2 separate regions of the Oryctolagus cuniculus genome follow, and region 2 is linked to region 1. A link is a contact called in public Hi-C data. All regions are on one chromosome and are shown on one strand. Each heading gives the region's core, a stretch centred on a gene start, on an enhancer-like site or on the middle of the called end of the contact. The rest is flanking DNA. Distances are from core to core; before and after follow the strand shown.

The links. A called contact is a pair of places that touch in the nucleus more often than the background predicts.
Region 2: a contact with region 1 is called in a Hi-C map of skin fibroblasts, with 4 times the contacts expected there. The contact joins two enhancer-like sites. A contact is called at or near these places in 2 of 6 Hi-C or Micro-C datasets (skin fibroblasts and an unstated tissue).

The regions. Positions count from the first base shown.
Region 1 is chr6:154,483,166-154,488,393 of mOryCun1.1, forward strand. No RefSeq gene overlaps it. Among named protein-coding and RNA genes, the nearest start is that of GSDMC, 1.0 Mb to the right of the region's middle. Within about 2 kb of position 1,451, at least 1 of the 8 cell types and tissues checked has an H3K27ac peak or open chromatin away from gene starts, as enhancers often do.
Region 2 is chr6:155,291,416-155,296,406 of mOryCun1.1, forward strand. No RefSeq gene overlaps it. Among named protein-coding and RNA genes, the nearest start is that of GSDMC, 220 kb to the right of the region's middle. Within about 2 kb of position 1,411, at least 1 of the 8 cell types and tissues checked has an H3K27ac peak or open chromatin away from gene starts, as enhancers often do.

The DNA.
Region 1 (5,228 bases), core at 201-2,700:
ATTTGTGCAATGCTATTCAAAGCAGCAGGGAGAATCATCTAATTACATAGGCTGGTCCCCTCTAAGATTAACATGGTAGCTCCTTATGATAGACGAGAAAACTAAGGATGTGAAATGTCTAGAGTCTTTTTCAAGGTTTGTTTGCTGTTTCTTTGTTTAAAAGAAATACATCGGGGAGAGAGACAGAGAGAGAGACAGAGAGAGAAACAGAGAAATAGAGGGAGATTTTCCACCCATTGATTCACTTCCTCAAGGGTGTAATAGCCAGGACTGGGCCAGGTTGCAGCCAGGAGCCAGAAACTGCATTCTGGTCTCCCACATGGGTGGCATGGGCCCAAGACCCTAAGCCATCTTCTGCTGCCTTCCCAGGATAATTAGCCAGAAGCTGGATCAGAGTAGAACAGTTGGGATTTGAACACGGGATGCTGGCATCACAAGCAGTGGTTGGTTTAACATGCTGTGCCACAATACTGGGCTTGAGATGTCTAGAGTCTTGTCTATGACCAATTTTCTAGTTTGAGGCCAAGAGTCTAGTGTGCTTGCCTGGTCCTCTTATTTTAACTTTGCCCATCCATCTGCTGTACTTGTTTCACAGTTCCCTTGGTTTTTCTTTCAATTTCTTTTACTTATTTTGGCACATAGTTTCTGAACAAATAATATGACAACTAATTACATTCTATCTTTGACTAATTTCTATTATTGCTTGATATTATGTAATAAATTCTTAACACTTAAGTCTTAACTTTGCCCTGAAGATAAGAATCAAGTATTTCTCTTTGTTTACTCTATGAATCTTGCAAAGCAGTTGGCACACAGAAAACATTTGAAAGTGTTTATTACTGACAGTCTAGTTTTTCTTTGTTAGTTTTCATGCTAAAATGTAAATATTCATAGTTCACAATGGACTTTTGAGATGGCAACAGGGAGGAAAACAGAGTCAGAGGAATTAAGGGGTTTTCCACAATTCCATTAGCCATGAGTAATGTACTTGGACTGAAATCCCTGTCTTTTCATGCTCAGCCCAGTGCTTTTTCTTTTACTTCTTACAGCTTCTACAGGGAGTTCCACCAGTGAGGCTGGATATTGACTCTTTCCTGGAATCATTTTCTCTAGCTTCTGCCTTCTCAAATAAATATAAGGAAGATTTTTGATTATAGGACTTGTCATTGGGAATATAACTTTGACTTCACCCATAACTAAGATAAAGAAAGCTGTGTGTGTCCCAAGAAGCTCCTGGTGTCAGATACAGATTCCTGAAGCTGTCTGAATGCTAAGAGGCCACTGGTGGGTTCAGCTAGAAGCTAATCAGAGACTCAAGAAGCTGACTGGCAGGGCTCTCATCCTCCTTCTCAGCAACTTTGGCTTCCATCACTCTGATACCAAGAAAGTCAAGGATAGCTGGGAGAGTCAGAGCTGGGGAATACACAGCCAGTGGGCCATATGGAAATGTTTGGGGATTAGGAACTGAGCCATATGTGCTCATCTCATTCTGAGTGAGGCATTTATTTCCCTGCAGTGAAGAGGAAGTCGCCTGCAGTGACTCACTTTGGAGAAAGCAACCATGGCCTGAATCAAACCAGCCTCATTTCCACTGACTTCTGGAAGTGGGCAGCTGTGACTACTCATCACAAATAACCTGGTAGCATATATTAGGCACCATTTGTTCTATCAAAGCTTCTCTGGATAGATGGAAGAGATGAAATTTATCTAAGTCAACAGGGAACAAAGTACTCCCCGTCATAATGGATCACCTATGATGAGTGAAGCGCTTTTCATATTTATTTGATTTAATCATTACAGAAACCTTATGAAGTAAGCATTATCCCCATGTTACAGGTAAGAAACCCATGGCTCATAAAGATAAAGCATCTACATGGATGTTTAAACACAAGGGCTAAGGAGAGTGGAGTCTGGTTGAAAGTGCATGATCTTTCCATCAGTGTCCATTCATAAAAGCAACATCATAAGTACTATCAGCATGCACATAATATGAGAATTGTTACAGAGATTTTAACTTTGCCTAATGTGATGCTGGTGAAGGAGTCTGCAAGACTCTTGTTTATCCATCTAGCACCGGACTTTGAAACCTAAGGCAAACGTGGGGGAGGCAGATGGATGAAAGTGGGGGAAATTGGAAGCCACCAGGATGTGGTGCAATATATGTCAGCTCCTGCTACTTCTGACTGTGATGATATGGGTGTCATGAAGAAGATGTGGGCCACTTTGATGACAGAGCTAAACATACATACCTGCCCCAGAAGAAGGAGAAGCAGAAGAAGGAACTGGAGGAAGCTTGAGCAGCTGCCAGTCCAACTGTTGCCCATGCTGACAAGGTGACCCAACAGAAAGCTGAAATCCTCTGTAATCCACAATAGGCCTTGGCACCCTTCTTAGTTGCACAACAGTCTGTGTTGTGGACCACACAAACCAAAGCATTCTAGGAAAGGAATTCTGGGAAATGTAGTTCAGTTTAGTTAGGCTGACAGATTAAAATGCCACCAAAATATATTTGTGATGACAGGGCTCTGGTCTTTTAAGTGTTTACCAGATCTCCAATATGTTTCACATCAAAATAGCCTTTTCTGAATCCTGAAACAGATTCTGATTCTTTTTACCACGTGTTACAACCTGTTTATAGTTTTCCAATTTTGTTTGCAATGTCCCCGGCTCCTTTCTGTTTCCTGGAACATCACAAAATGTCTTATTGCTCCTGTGGTACTAATCTAGTTTCTTCTATTAATTCCCCATTTACTCTTGTCTCATGGATGACAACTGTTTTGGACAATTATTATTACTGTTTACTGTTGTTATTATTGTTAGAGGACTTTGGTTTGTAAGAGACATTTAGGACCAACTCTATATGATGTTTCTTTCTTTCTCTTCCCATTCCAGGAAATAGAGAAGCCCTGCAAGGAGCAGAAAGCAATGTCACTCTAGGGGGCCAATTTATACAGTGGAGTGCAAATCCCACTTGTACCTCACAGAGGAACGAGTTAAGATATGGCTTTTATAAACAGACTCTTGGATCTCTGTAAGGGGATTTGAAAAGTCAAACATGCTGGGGCCATGACTATAAAAGTAAAATTACAAGGCTCAGGAACCTTTCCAGAGACAAGTTTATTTCAAACATTGCTATCTTGTAGGTGTTATTCTTAGCAGAACATGGGTTCACATCAGCTTTCATTTCAACTTCCAGCTGGGGTGGGAGTCATGAATAGCTTCATTAGGCTGCTGAATCCATTACAACACGATACTGGTTTTCCCTCAAGTCTTTATCATGACTTCTGGACCAACCCCTTCCTCTTCCTAAAAAGCTTGCATGCATTTCTTTGTGGATATGTTTATTTAATCAGTAGGAAAAAAATCAGGTGATTATATTGTGCCAGGTACTATGATTGCTCCAAGAGTATACAAAGACTCATTAAGTTAAGTACCAACCCTCCAGGACTTAAGAACAAGATAGAGAAAAGGCAACCCAACACATTCAATGACTTGTTGCAAGTGCTATAGTAGAAGTCTACATGATGGAGAAATGGGAACACACAACAGGGACAGAGCTCTTCCCTGGAGATGCAGAAGGTTGTGGTGAAGTTGTTGTTGAAGTGGCAGGCATTACACACATGTCAAATGATTAAACACCCTTGAATTAGACACACCTTTATGTTTGAACGTGTAAAACTTTGACATACGACTCAGCAGAATGTGTGTGTTCAAATCCTAAACCTGCCATTCGTTTCCAAGCTACCTTGAGAAAGTTATTTCACCTCTTTGTGCTTTGGTTTCACCAGAAGAAAATTGGAGACAATAGTAACTACACTCTAGGGTTGTTGAGAACATAAATGGAATATAAATGTAAAGCCCTTTGAATATTTTTGGTATCTGGTAAACTCTACAGAACAGTTTACTATTAATAATAAAGCATTATATTTAAAAATTGGTGTGGAGACAAAAGCAGTACTTTAGAATTAAAGTGTCTGCTATTCTTTCCCTTCCCAAAATGGGAAAATTTGAAGAAACACTGACTTCAGTTGAGTCCCTTCTTCTGATGGGTCTCAGTTTAACATCTGCACAAATTAGAAACTCAAAAATATCTTCTATGTGTCAGGCATTTTTTAATCTCTTCATCAGTGTCATCTCATTTTACTCTCACAATAGCACAATAAGAGGGGTTTCTATTGTTCATGTGGATTTTGCAAATGAGGAAAATAGGAAACAAGTTCATGTCTGTGGAGGTTATGAGTAAACTTATCCTGTGCCTTGCTTCTGAGAGCTAGACTCTGCCTTCATTCTCTCCTTACTTGGGTGTTCTATCCATAATGATTGACATATGATTTACATCACAATGATGTACACACTTGAATCCTCAGAACAAAACTCCTTACAAACATTGGGATTATTTGTGTCTAATTTCATAGATATGTAAACTAAGGAGGTTAAGTAGCATGCTCTGTGTAATAGTAACTGGACAATACCATTTTAGCAACCAGGTCGGAGTCCAACACTGGCGTCTTCATACACTAAACTGTACTGTCTGTTTGCATGTTAGGAGGGGGGTGAGATGGGAGTAGTGTATTTCATCTCTCTCTCTCTCTCTCTCTCTCTCTCTCTCTGTCTTATCATGACTTGAGATACACACACACACACACACACACACACTTCCAAATAATATGAGGAGATGTACAGGTCTTTTGAAGGCCATTCACAGAGCCAGTTATGCTACCATTGGTTCCAACTTTTACATAACTTCACTCCAACCTTTATGTGTTTTCAACCAAGGATATTAATTATGCTCTACTGATCTTTCTCAGAAAGTAAAAAGTATATTGATGATGAATACTTCTAACTTCATTCTGTTTTCTTGAAGACATGCTTTCATAATAACTGTCATAGCCCCATCCCCCCATCTCCAGTCTTTTTCTAACATCACCAGTTTTCAATCAATTGATCAGGTTTAGGGATTTGGACTAGGTGCATTCTCAGGTTCCTTCTAGATTTTGATTTTTATGCCTGAGACAACAGGATCCTCCCTTCCCTCCCCTTATCTCGACCGCTTTTACAACCAAAGGAGATTTCCTTCTTATACGGTTAGACTAGAGGTTGGCAGACTATACCCTACAGGCCAGATTTGGTTTGCTGCTTATTGAACATATACCATTTTACTGGAATACAGCTACTGTTTTATTGTTCATGTTCAGTCTATGGGTGTTTTCATTCTACAGTGGCAGAGT
Region 2 (4,991 bases), core at 161-2,660, 810 kb after region 1:
TTCCTGTCTTCCTTGATTGAACACTGAATATCCTTATTCCATGTAATCTAGAAGGCCAAGGTCCAGCTCAAATATCACCTCCTCCATGAAGCTTTCCCAGAGCCCCTTATTTGAAAATACATAATTTCTTTTACCTCAAAATTCAGAAATTTGTTCAAGTTTCTTGGCATTTTCTATCTTAAATTCTAATTATTTCTGCATATGTATCAATTTCTCCTTTTATTAAAAAAGGGCTTCCATATGCTTCAACTTTGCATGGATTATGCTTGACAGAACAGGGTCCAAACCACAATGGGAGCTCAATAAATATCTGTTAAATAAAAGCATGATGAATTTTCCCAGCCAACTTTCTCCCAAAATTGCCAGCCAGCTCTAAAATATATGCAAGAGAAAAAACTGGAAATCTGTTTTAGAGAAAATGAGCCCATTTCAGACAAGAGTTTCCCATGCCAGAAGGCATCCATATTCTGTAGTCAACTGTGTTCTGTAGAATGGACCCCCGGGAAGCTGCAACAAAATTTCACTGCCACATAAAACTCCATCTTGCCAATACTTTGAGGTCATTTGTTCAGGCTAAGCAGACCTTACTGTGTAGGGTTGACAACTCTTACCAACTTATCACACATCCAAATAATTAATTGGGACTATAAAACTTCTATTTCCCTCTCCCTTGATTTTTGTTTAAATTTTATTTATTCATTTATTTGAGAGAGAGAGTTCCCATCAGTTGTTTCACTCTCCAATTGCTTGCAATGATCCAGCTGGGCAGAAGCCATGAGCCAGGAATTCAACCCAGGTCTCCCATGTGGTTGGCAGGGACCCAGTTATTTGAACAATCACTTGCTGTTTCCCAGGGTCCGCATTAACAGGAAGCTGAGGTCAGAAATCAGCCATAAATAGAATCCAGACACTCCAGTGTAAGACCCAGGGGTTTTAATCAGAGTCTTAACCAACACCCTTGATTTTTTTACCTTTCCTCTGTCCATGTAAAATGGTGATCAGGGGTAAAACTGACAGTGAAGTCACATGATCATTACTTGGTAATTCATCTCTGCCAAAATAGTTGCTTGACTTTATCAGATGCATTAATGCCATTTACATAACAGAAATAAAAACACAGCTTATCCTAGGCTGTTGTTATGAGAATTATATGAGAAAAATCTATGTGAGGCCACACAATAATGTGTGGTAAGAAGGATTAGCTCCTTCTTTTCTCCACCTTCCCCATCTCTTTTAGGGCCAGCATTTCTATTTCTATTTTCCCAGCTCAGAAGGCAGGCGATGGGCGATGACAAATCTACACCCATCAACTCCTTGGAAAAGAAAAGATTCATTCTGGCTGGCTGGCATTTCCAGGGCCTTGCTATTCTGAGGATTCCCTGTGTGCTAGATGAAACTGGATTTCCAATCAACTACTCCACCCAGGAGCATGGCCCAGGCCAGAGGCACTGACTCTTGTCCAAAATTGAGCTGATTCTGCCATCTAGAGGACCCCAGTGAATAGGCAGGCACCCACAGGGACTTCAGCCACAACACACTAAGCACCCTGCAAGGATAAAGCTTCATTCCTTCACTGACAAACATTTGATGAGGATCTGCTATGAACCAGGCCCTGCAGGAACAGGGTCCAAGGCAACCTCTGTCCTCAACGAGCTTGCAACATAGCCAGGAGCTCGCAATCTGGACAATGAGGCCAAGTCTCTGGAAGGAGGAAGAGTCCTTCCTGTAACAGTACAGAGTGAATTTGTCCACTGATAAATCACAGCCAGTAAAAAGTAGCTGAGCCAAGCCTTGCACTCGGGGATTGGGCTCCAATTTCCTGGACACTTAAACTGAGTCGTCATCAGAGGGCCCCTCCCCCTCATTCTGCAGCCAAAAGAGGAAAAGTGAGCCAACCAGGGCCACACAGCAAGAAAGTAGCAGTGCTAGATGGCAGAGCCATTCTTATAATGCCCCCTGTTGCCTCTGGAACCAAGGAACTGACTTATGCCTAAAGCAGTCCGACACCAGAGCAGAGTGACAGAGAGGGGGATACACAGAATTTTTCAAGAGCAGGCTTGTAGAAGTCAGTACTTTTTACAACTTGTTGAGGACCTCACCTGCCAACGATGGAATAAATGAGAACCCTTGGCCTCTGGCCTAGATTCATATAGCTCTTCTCACGCTATAAATCTGGTCCATTTGGAGAAAGCCCCTTTGACTTTCACGGGTGCTCCTTCAGTTGCCGGGAATGGTTGTACATTTGGAATTGTGCTTATGGTCTAAGAATCCCTTAGCTTTTGAAAAGTGCCAACGCGGAGACTTAAAGTTCAAGACACTTAAACTGGAAAGGAAATACCTTTCCCATAAGCAAGAATGCACTCCAGGATACCAGGCATTGCACCAATCTTCCCTTTACAGACCTGTATCACAGCTTATTATTACAAGTGTGCATTCCGCACCTACTATGTGCCAAGGACTCTGCTAAGCAAAGTACTGATGATACAGTGCCAAACTACTGCCCTCCTGGAGCTTGCAAGCCATTATGCAGAAAACTGTGTGTTATATTCTGATGACTGCATGAAAAGGAAAAGGTAGATCCTCCAAATAAACATCAGGATTAAATGCAAATTGAAAATGAATTTGTGATAAACTTTCCATTTGTTTGTGCCCACACCATTCCTATGCACACTTTCCTTAATGGACTGCTCACTGTTTCTGTTGCTGTAGTTTTTCAACTTTTGCTTCCATTTTTGTTACAGATTGTACTTACCTATATACACCACAAGATCCTCACCTTCTTAAGGTCAATGAAAAATTCTCTTTCACCTCTAGATCTTTTTTGTCTACACAAAGTACATTCAGGTTGAATCTTGTAATAAAGAAATGGAAGATTCAAAATGATCCCATTAGTTTATCCCTAGTTTCAAATATTACTGACAAACCATGCCCATAAAGACTTTAATTTGTAATGCATGAGACTTGGTTATTGAAGATCAGCAAAAATCTTAAAGTGACATGCTTCCATTCCAGTGATAACACTGCAAGTCATTCATGAGGTATAAAACATGAACAATCCGTCAGATACAGTGCTGGAGGCTGCCTGGAACAGGAGACACACATGTATATAAATAACCATAATATGCTTAAGAGTTCTCAGAAAGGAGCAAGCCTAACACCAGCAGCATTGATCAACGTCATGAAAATAGAAAGACCCAACTCATCTTTGTTGAAGTCCAAACAAACCTGACATCCAACTTTGAAGGCTGGAAATAGCTGCCTAGGTGAAGCCAGAAGTGGGAGCAAGGGGAGTTAAGTCTACATACTGTGCCACAAGTGAACAGGAACTGGCCAGAGTATACTCAAGTCCTAAGCACTTAAATATAAAATACTGAATAACCATTTACTTTTCAACTCGATTTTATATGAAGCTAATTTTAGATAAAGAACCATATCTTCCAACTGTGTCGTGCCTTTCCCATCCCATGTGCCTGAAACACTTTGACTCACTATTCAAGTCATCACACTTTGAACGTGACATCATTCCCCAACCCCTGAAATGTTAGCTCCCCAAGTGCATTGCTCATACCTCCAGCCATAAGTTTTTAACAGAAAAATCCAGTCAGTGTAAAAATGTTTTAAAAATTTAAAATTATGACTTTATGAGCAGCTACTGTGTACCCAGCACTGAGCTAGGCATTCTCTCAGAATGGTCTCTCTTACTTAGCTTAAAGACAGCGCACAGTAGGTGCCATTGACTCCAGTTGCATATAAGGGAAAAGATATTGGGAGAGACAAGGTCACTTGCCCAGAAGAATCCACACAATGAGCAACAGAATTTGGATATTAATCCAGGTCCATCTCCTCCAAATTCTACTTTTCTGCCCTTTACTAGTGTTTTTCAGAATACTGTGTCTGAACTATACTTGTGGTTTACTCTACTTTGCTTGCTTTTATATGTGATTATCCATGAATGGCAATGAGGTTGTTTTCCAAATTATGGTAGCTGTGTAGATGAGAGTGGTAAATAAATCTGTTATGTAAGTGATCGTACAATGTGTGTGTGTGCACAAAGCCATGCATGTGGTACACAACCAACTGATGCTGGAGACAATGCTTTTTTTTCCCCTGTAAGAGCTTCCCAGTTTCTGTATTTCTTTCATGACCTTTGGTCTCTCTGACTTTAGACTAGAGCCCCACACCTCTGGGTCTATCATCCAAGAATACTGATACCCAAGTTTCATTCTAACCCGATTAAATAAAGAATTTCTGAGAATGAGACCTAAACATGGATGTTCTTTTGAAGTTTGCCAGAAAACTCTAATGACAACCAGGGTTCAGGAGGACAGATATGTGCTATGACTCCTTTCAGAATACCTAGAGCACGACACACTGCCTGCCACATAGTAAGAGATCAAACCGGGTTTGTTGAATGGGAAATTGTGTAGTTCTGGATACCATCAAACTCAGGGCCTTGAAACAGGTCCCCGTGGGCACACTTGAATCGTATCTCTCTAGCATATTCCTAAGTACATACAGTGAGGCTGAACAAAAGGCATCTATGTTATAGAGTGAGACTCTACTATAACCAACCCTATATTAAATAGGTGCTAATTCCTTGGCCACACAATCTGTTGACTTTAGTGCTCTTCTATCTGCTGAAGAATTTGAGGTAATCTCCCCAAGGGGATACACTGTACCTGGAGGTGTTCATAGGAGAGCAACTTTTTCATCGTGTACCTTGTGCTCTCTAACTTTTCAGGACTGCTTAGTCATGAACCTAAGTGAAACTAATAATCCTTAGCTCCCAGCTAAGAATCCTTGTGGTAGATTCGGAGGGGCGGGGTGGGATGGGGGGAGCAGGTAGAAACATCTTAGGAACTCAAAATTATATATCCATTATCACAGGTAAAGTATTTATTTAGCCTCAATGAACATCCACTTCTTTGCATTAAAATCAAAAGGGTAATACATGCTTGATGGGATTGTTAAGAATTAGAGTTGCTGTATAC